2 separate regions of the Mus musculus genome follow, and region 2 is linked to region 1. A link is a contact called in public HiChIP or PLAC-seq data. All regions are on one chromosome and are shown on one strand. The core of a region is the stretch at or near the end of the contact, and the rest is flanking DNA. Distances in the headings are between cores, read along the strand shown. Region 1 has its middle 170 kb from the start of Gm25096. Region 2 has its middle 6.9 kb from the start of Gm33280.

Region 1 (3,333 bases), core at 569-3,068:
CCAACTCTTAGCAGAAAATGGCCATCATCTCTGCAGCCATCTAGGGCTATTTACTTACAGGTGGTACTTTTCCACCCTGACAAGAGACTTGTTTTCCTAACATGATGTTTTTGCAAGAAGCCCACCACAGCTGAACACACTCTGATAACACCTTGTTTTTCTCCTATACATCCTGGACTTGTGGCTAAGTGTCTCCAGCTGTACTCCCTAGCTTGTGCTTTTAGTTGCCTTTCAATAAATGAGACTTGAGACTTGATCAGACATACTGTTTTGCCTCCATTCTTCGAGTCTCTTGCCCTTCAGTCTCTACTCTCTCTTGCAGATCCTGTTGACTGACCCAACAACTGGGTCAAGCACCCTCTGGATAACATGCCTGAGTCTGTAATGGGCTCCCTGGTCACTAGAACTTTAGGAAAGAAATGTTAAGATATCAGACCATACTGCAGCCCCTTTTGTATCTGTCATTGTCTGTAGTTTATTCCAGGATCCTTGCTGCTACGGAAGGCAAGCAGCCTATCTCTGAGTCTGTAAACAGAGTCATCAGGTATCCTCATTTCAGGAGAATGACAAGGTCCAAGGAATTTAGAATCTTTGGCCTCCAAGATGAAGGTATATCCCGAAAAACATATTGAATACACCTGCACTAATCCTGTTGGTAAACAGGCATCTCTACCACCACCGTCTACATCTCCTCTATGTTCTTTAAACCACGTTTACAAGGTTTTGGTTTTGTTTATCTTAGTGTGTATGTGTGTGTTATTGTTGCTGCTGCTGCTGTTGTTTTGTTTCCATGTTACAGAAGGAGCTGGGATACTAGTTCTCTACCTAGGTCAGAGATTCTATTCACTTGACCAGAAGATGTTTTCCCTTGACTGTCCTTTATTGCTATTCTAACAGAATGAGATTATCGGCGTGATTCCTAATCCATTATGACCTGTGTGCTTTAAGAAGGGAAATTGGAGGTCTGGGGAAACACATTAGCGGGCAAGTAAAACCGCTTTCTGTGCAAACATGAAGATCTGACTTTGGATTCCCAGAGCTCATGGAAAAGCCAGATGCCCCTTCTAGGAACTGAGCATTGGGGACCAGAGGCTGTCCAGAAGGAAGCTCACTGGCCAGCTAGCCAGACAAACTCAGTGGTGATGAGGCAGTGTACCAAACACAGCAGAAAGTGAGGACAGACAGACCCCTGAAGTGGTCCTCTCATGTGACACAGGTGCATGACGCACACGTTCCTGCTGACAGTCACATGCAAGTGTACATGCACCAACATGTTAAACATGGACACATGGGAGAAAAAATAAAATAAAATAAAATAAAGAAAAAAAGAAGGGGAATTTTGGAAATTGTGACTCAGAGAACTTAGGGGTCATCTGCTGACCATCTACTAGTCCAGGGAGAGCCAGTAACCTGCCTCCCCTACAGCCTCCAGATTCAGCCAGCCCTGTTCATTCCTTGACTTTGAGCTCTAAGCTCAGGAATTGTGACTGTTTCTTAAGCTTCTAGTCTGTGGTATTTCATTACAAACACTCTAGTCAGCTCAAAAGACAGAAGAATTAAAACAGTGAGCAGTTTGATATAAATCTACAGTGACCGGGCAATGATTACACGTGGAATATCTGTCTAATGTCATCTGAGGTGAAATAAAAATGTTTATTCATGAAAGAAAGGATGCTGTCCAATAACAAGAAAAAAATAAACTAAATTAAAACTGGGTTTAAATGGGGACAAAACAATCACAGATACAAGGCAAAGGTCTGTGCCTGTGTAGGGAGGCCATGGGGAGATAGTGCAGTCAAAGTTTAACCCACACCAGAATGCAGCATTTCCCACTCAAGCTGGTGAGGTCAGCTTGCTTTTTCAGATGCTGTTAGGAGAGGGAGACTTGGTAGAACTTCCCTGAAAAACAGCTTGACTAAACACAGCTTTTTTTTGGGGGGGGGGAGGTGTCAATTTCTAAGAATTTAAAACAGAATATAATCCTGGTTTGTTGTTTGTTTGTTTGTTTTGGGTTTTGTTGCTGTTTTGTTTTTGTTTGGGGGTTTGTTTGTTTGTTTGCTTGCTTGTTTTTTCAGTAAGCAGGAGACTTCTTCACACAGCAGGATTCCTCAGAGGAAAATAAACAAGCAGAAACCTGCTGATTGTGGCTAGGGAGATGGGCCAGACAGGAAAGTGCTCCCTGCCCAGGCAGTAGGATCAGAATTCCAGGCTCAACTCACCCATGAAGGCTAGGCTTGGCAGAGTCACATCTCACAGGCTGATGCTAGGAACGGGAGGGAAGCAGGCAGATCCCTGGGGCTCAGCACTCAGGCTGCAGAGTCTTACCAGGCCAGTGGGGCCTGATGCTGACCTCTGGCCTACACACGCACACTCACACACGCACACCATGGTGATTAGCCTCTCAGAAAATAATTGTTCAAAAGACACGAAGTGATTTTTGTGTGAGCGTATTGTGGTGCAGGTGTGTGTGCTGTGTGTACATATATGTGTGTACTAAGGCACAGTGTGTGGGTGCCAGAGGAGGATATCGGGTGTGCTGATCGAGACTGTGCACCCCAGAGAACCTGCTGTGTCCATCTCCAACAGTGTGGGGGTTACCATGTCCACTCAGATTTTTATGTGGGTGTCAGAGATTTGAACTCGGGTCCCAACGCTTGTGACGTAGACATTCCTACTCACTGAAAACCATCTCCCTAGACTCTCAAAGTATTTTTGAAAATTTTTTTTTTTTACTGTGAGAATGTTTTCCCTGGTCATAAAATTAAAACCATTAAATATAATTTTAAAAATATAGACTGAGGCTTCACCCAGGCTTGCATTGTTTGTATGGATGTTTATATATTTAAAAGTTTGCAGTTTTCTTTCCCACAAACAATTTTAAATTAAAATACATATTACTTATATAAAATAAAGAATTTAATAGTATTTAAAAAAAAGAAGAGAATTATCAGAGATGTAGCTGTGTGTGCATGCAGGGTGGTAGCTCAGCTACACACACAGATATGGGGTTACTTTAAATTGTGATCCATGTAGCAAACTCATCCCAAGACATTCATACAGGTTTACCATTGAACAGTAAATCACGTATTTTATACAAATGTGCATTTTTTTTTACAATTAACAAACACTAACTTCAGTTTTCTTGCCATTTCTGTATCAATGTTGGTTTTAATTTATATGTTTGCTCAAAAATGATGCTTCCTTCTGACTTGAATTTTGATATTTTAAAATTTGCTGATGAAGCTTTGTATTCTTTCTGAGTGTATATTGGACATTTCTGGGCTTTGTGTAAGTTCAGTTCCTTCTGATTCCTATACTGACCTCTTTTCTTTC
Region 2 (3,333 bases), core at 584-3,083, 780 kb after region 1:
TGTGACTGCATTGATAGACATTCTCTATCGGTTGTCTTTGTTCTAGCTTTTTTTTTTTGCCTTTTTGTGCTCTCCCCCCCCCCACCCCCCATGCCCCAACATACATGTCCCTGTGTGTGGAGGTCAGAAGACAACCTTGAGTGTCAGTCCTTACCTGTTATCTTGTCTAAGGTAGGGTCTCACTGTGTAGGAGAGGCTAGTTGGCCCACAGGCTTCCAGATACTAGGAATGGGGCAGGGGGTGTCACAAGAATGACCACACAGCTAGAGAATCTTCACAAGACATTACTTACACGGAAGGGTGTGTAGCCATAACAAGTTCTGGCAAGCATGCACGGTGAGCGGGAGTTCTGCTGGGTTTTTCCCTCTAACCTGAGTGAGGGTTCTATGCCTTTATTCTGGGCACCTTGTTACACTATTGACTAATCCATAAGACACAGCACAGGGTAGGAAGTAGTTGACATCTCTGGGGGCAGGCAAGAATCAGGAGAACTAAAACTTACATTCCAGGAACTAGAAACTAGAGATTTAGCGGGGGACGGGGAGGGGGGTGTTGCAAAACGATGTTTTCTTGAAGTAAGTCATCCTGGCTCAGCTAATCATTTTTTATTTTAATTTTTTTGTTGTTTATTTATTGTCTGCCTGTAGATCTATCGGTTACTTTTCTATTGCTTCGAAGAGACACCATGAGCAAGACAATTTATGAAAGAAAATGTTTATTGCGGGCTCTCGAGTCCAGAGGGCTAGAGTCCGTGAGCATCCTGGCCAGGGAGCATAGCAGCAGGCAGGCACGGGTGGCACAGGATCAGCAGGCAGGCGTGGTGCAGAAGCAGCAGGCAGGCAAGGGTGGTGCAGGAGCAGCAGGCAGGCATGGGGCAAGAGCAGCAGGCACGCAGGCAAGCATGGTGCAGAGGCAGCAGGCAGGCAAGCATGGTGGAGGAGCAGCAGGCAGGCAAGGGTGGTGCAGGAGCAGCAGGCAGGCAAGCATGGTGCAGGGGCAGCAGGCAGGCAAGGGTGGCTCAGGAGCAGCAGGCAGGCAGGCATGGCGCAGGGGCAGCAGGCAGGCAGGCATGGCGCAAGAGCAGCAGGCAGGCAGGCAGGCATGGCTCAGGAGCAGCAGGCAGGCAGGCAGGCATGGCTCAGGAGCAGTAGCTGAGAGCTTGTGTCCTGACCCACAGGGACACAACAGAGAGAACTATCTGGAATAGTATGGGCATTTTGAAACCATAAAGCCCACTCCCACTGACAAACCAGCTCCAACATGGCCACGCCTCCCAATCCTTCCCAAACAGTTCCACCAACTGGGGACAAAGCATTCAAATAGACGAGCTTCTGGAGGCCACTCTAATTTAAGCCACGACAGCATGGTGTTTGTCTGCATGTTTATTTAAGAGCCATATATATACCTGATGTCCCAAGAAGAAGAGGTCAGATTGTTGCTGGACTTGGGATTTCCATGGGGTGAACTGTCTGCACAGGTGTCCAGGTTCTTCCCCAAAATGAGCAAAGAATTGAATGGCCAGAGACCAAAAGGAAAGACTCAGAAGGAGGTTTTATGGAGGAAGGAAGCAAAGAGCGAAAGCACCCTGTTGGGAAGAGGGGGTCCTCAGAGCTGGAGGACTTCCAAGTGGTGTCCCACTAGTCCTTTTGTGCAGCCTCCAGACCTTTCTCCTCTTTGACTCTCTTTCTTATATGTTATTTCCTCTGTGCAAACTGAAAATTCCCTTCAAACAGCATTGTTTGTCCAAAATAGTCAGAGAAACATGACTCATTGTGCACAGAACGGCCTTGATTTGATAGATGGCCCCGGCTGATGGACGGCCTTGTTAGTTAAGCTCTTTCAGAGATTGTGTGGGAAAGTCACCTCCTTCCCGGTGGGAACGGTATTCTCTTCCAGATGAATGTTATCCTTTTTTCCTCTGCCCTTTTCCTGACCCCCTCACAGGCTCCGCTTGGGACTGGAGTTACTCGAGAGTGGTGAGCCTACAGTGGGTGCTGGAAAATAAACCTGAGTCCTCTAGAAAAACAGCTCTTACCTCGGAGTCTTCTCCCTAGCCCTCAGCTAAGCTTTCTATGGAAAAGGCAGTAAGTTTCTCACAAGGGGAGTCTCCTGGCTCTACCCCCACCTTCCTGTAGAAGCACGCATGTCACCAGGCCTGGCTATACCAGGTTCTGGGGATCCAAACTTGTGTCGTCCTCCACCCCAGCCCTCTTCTGTGGTTTTAACTGAGTGCCTTGTCCCAGTCTTTGGTTTGTCCTTTTACTCTCTTAAAGAAAAGTTTCTGATTTTCATAAAGTCTACATTGTCAGAATTTGATCCCCCACCCCAAGGACATGGAAACCCATGCAGGTTCAACCTGACACCTGTAGGAAGGTTCCTTAAAAAGGACAAAGTGTGCTCTTCAGTCCCCTTTCCTCTGTCCTGTTGCTGGCAGTACATGTAATGGCTGGAACACTAGCATCAATGTTAAGCAACAAGTTAGTCTAGGGCACAAAAACCTACAAGATTACAAGAGCCTGAGATGCCATGAGGACACAATACTGTCCCTGACTTACACACATCCAGGCAGAAGGACACTTTCAGGGCTTAGCTCTTCATGACATAGCTGTCACACACACACACACACACACACACACACACACAATCCAAGCCAGGTGTGGTGGCACATACCTTTGATCCTAGCCCTTGGGAGACAGAAGCAGGCAGATCTCTGTGAGTTTCAGGTAGCCTCATGCACAAAGTGAGTTTCAAGACAGCCAGGGTTGTTACACAGAGAAATCTTGTTTCTAAATTAGTAAATAAAACTAAAAAGGGATCTAGCCCAAAGGAAAGTATGAGAGCAAGATACATCCTTTAAGGCTCATCCCGTGACTTATTTCCTCTACCAGAGCTCAACTGCCTGAAACCCCATGCAATTCTGAACACAGCAGTGGGTGGATTGTACTGGCTAGTTTTGTGTCAACTTGATATAAGCTGGAGTTATCACAGAGAAAGGAGCTTCAGTTGAGGAAATGACTCCATGAGATCAGCTGTAAGGCTTTTTCTCAATTAGTGATCAAGGGGGAAAGGCCCCTTGTGGGTGGTGCCATCTCTGGGCTGGTAGTCTTGGATTCTATAAGAGAGCAGGCTGAGCAAGCCAGGGAAAGCAAGCCAGTAAAGAACATCTCTCCATGGCCTCTGCATCAGCTCCTGCTTCCTGACTTGTTTGAGTTCCAGTCCTGACATCCTTTGGTGATGAACAGCAATGTGGAAAGTATAAGCTGAATAAACCATTTCTTCCCCAAGTGCTTCTTGGTCAGGATGTTTTGTCCAGGAATGGAAACCCTGACTAAG

The links. HiChIP or PLAC-seq counts read pairs in DNA pulled down with a chosen protein or histone mark.
Region 2: an H3K27ac HiChIP or PLAC-seq map of extraembryonic endoderm stem cells shows a contact between it and region 1, with 6 times the contacts expected there. The contact joins two enhancer-like sites. A contact is called at or near these places in 3 of 115 datasets of contacts at active chromatin or transcription factors (extraembryonic endoderm stem cells, microglia and trophoblast stem cells) and 1 of 9 other capture datasets (embryonic stem cells).

The regions. Positions count from the first base shown.
Region 1 is chr1:35,346,258-35,349,590 of GRCm38.p6, forward strand. No RefSeq gene overlaps it. Among named protein-coding and RNA genes, the nearest start is that of Gm25096, 170 kb to the left of the region's middle. Within about 2 kb of position 1,819, at least 7 of the 459 cell types and tissues checked have an H3K27ac peak or open chromatin away from gene starts, as enhancers often do. A contact at or near this core is called in extraembryonic endoderm stem cells, where this site is marked.
Region 2 is chr1:36,123,453-36,126,785 of GRCm38.p6, forward strand. No RefSeq gene overlaps it. Among named protein-coding and RNA genes, the nearest start is that of Gm33280, 6.9 kb to the right of the region's middle. Within about 2 kb of position 1,834, at least 13 of the 459 cell types and tissues checked have an H3K27ac peak or open chromatin away from gene starts, as enhancers often do. A contact at or near this core is called in extraembryonic endoderm stem cells, where this site is marked.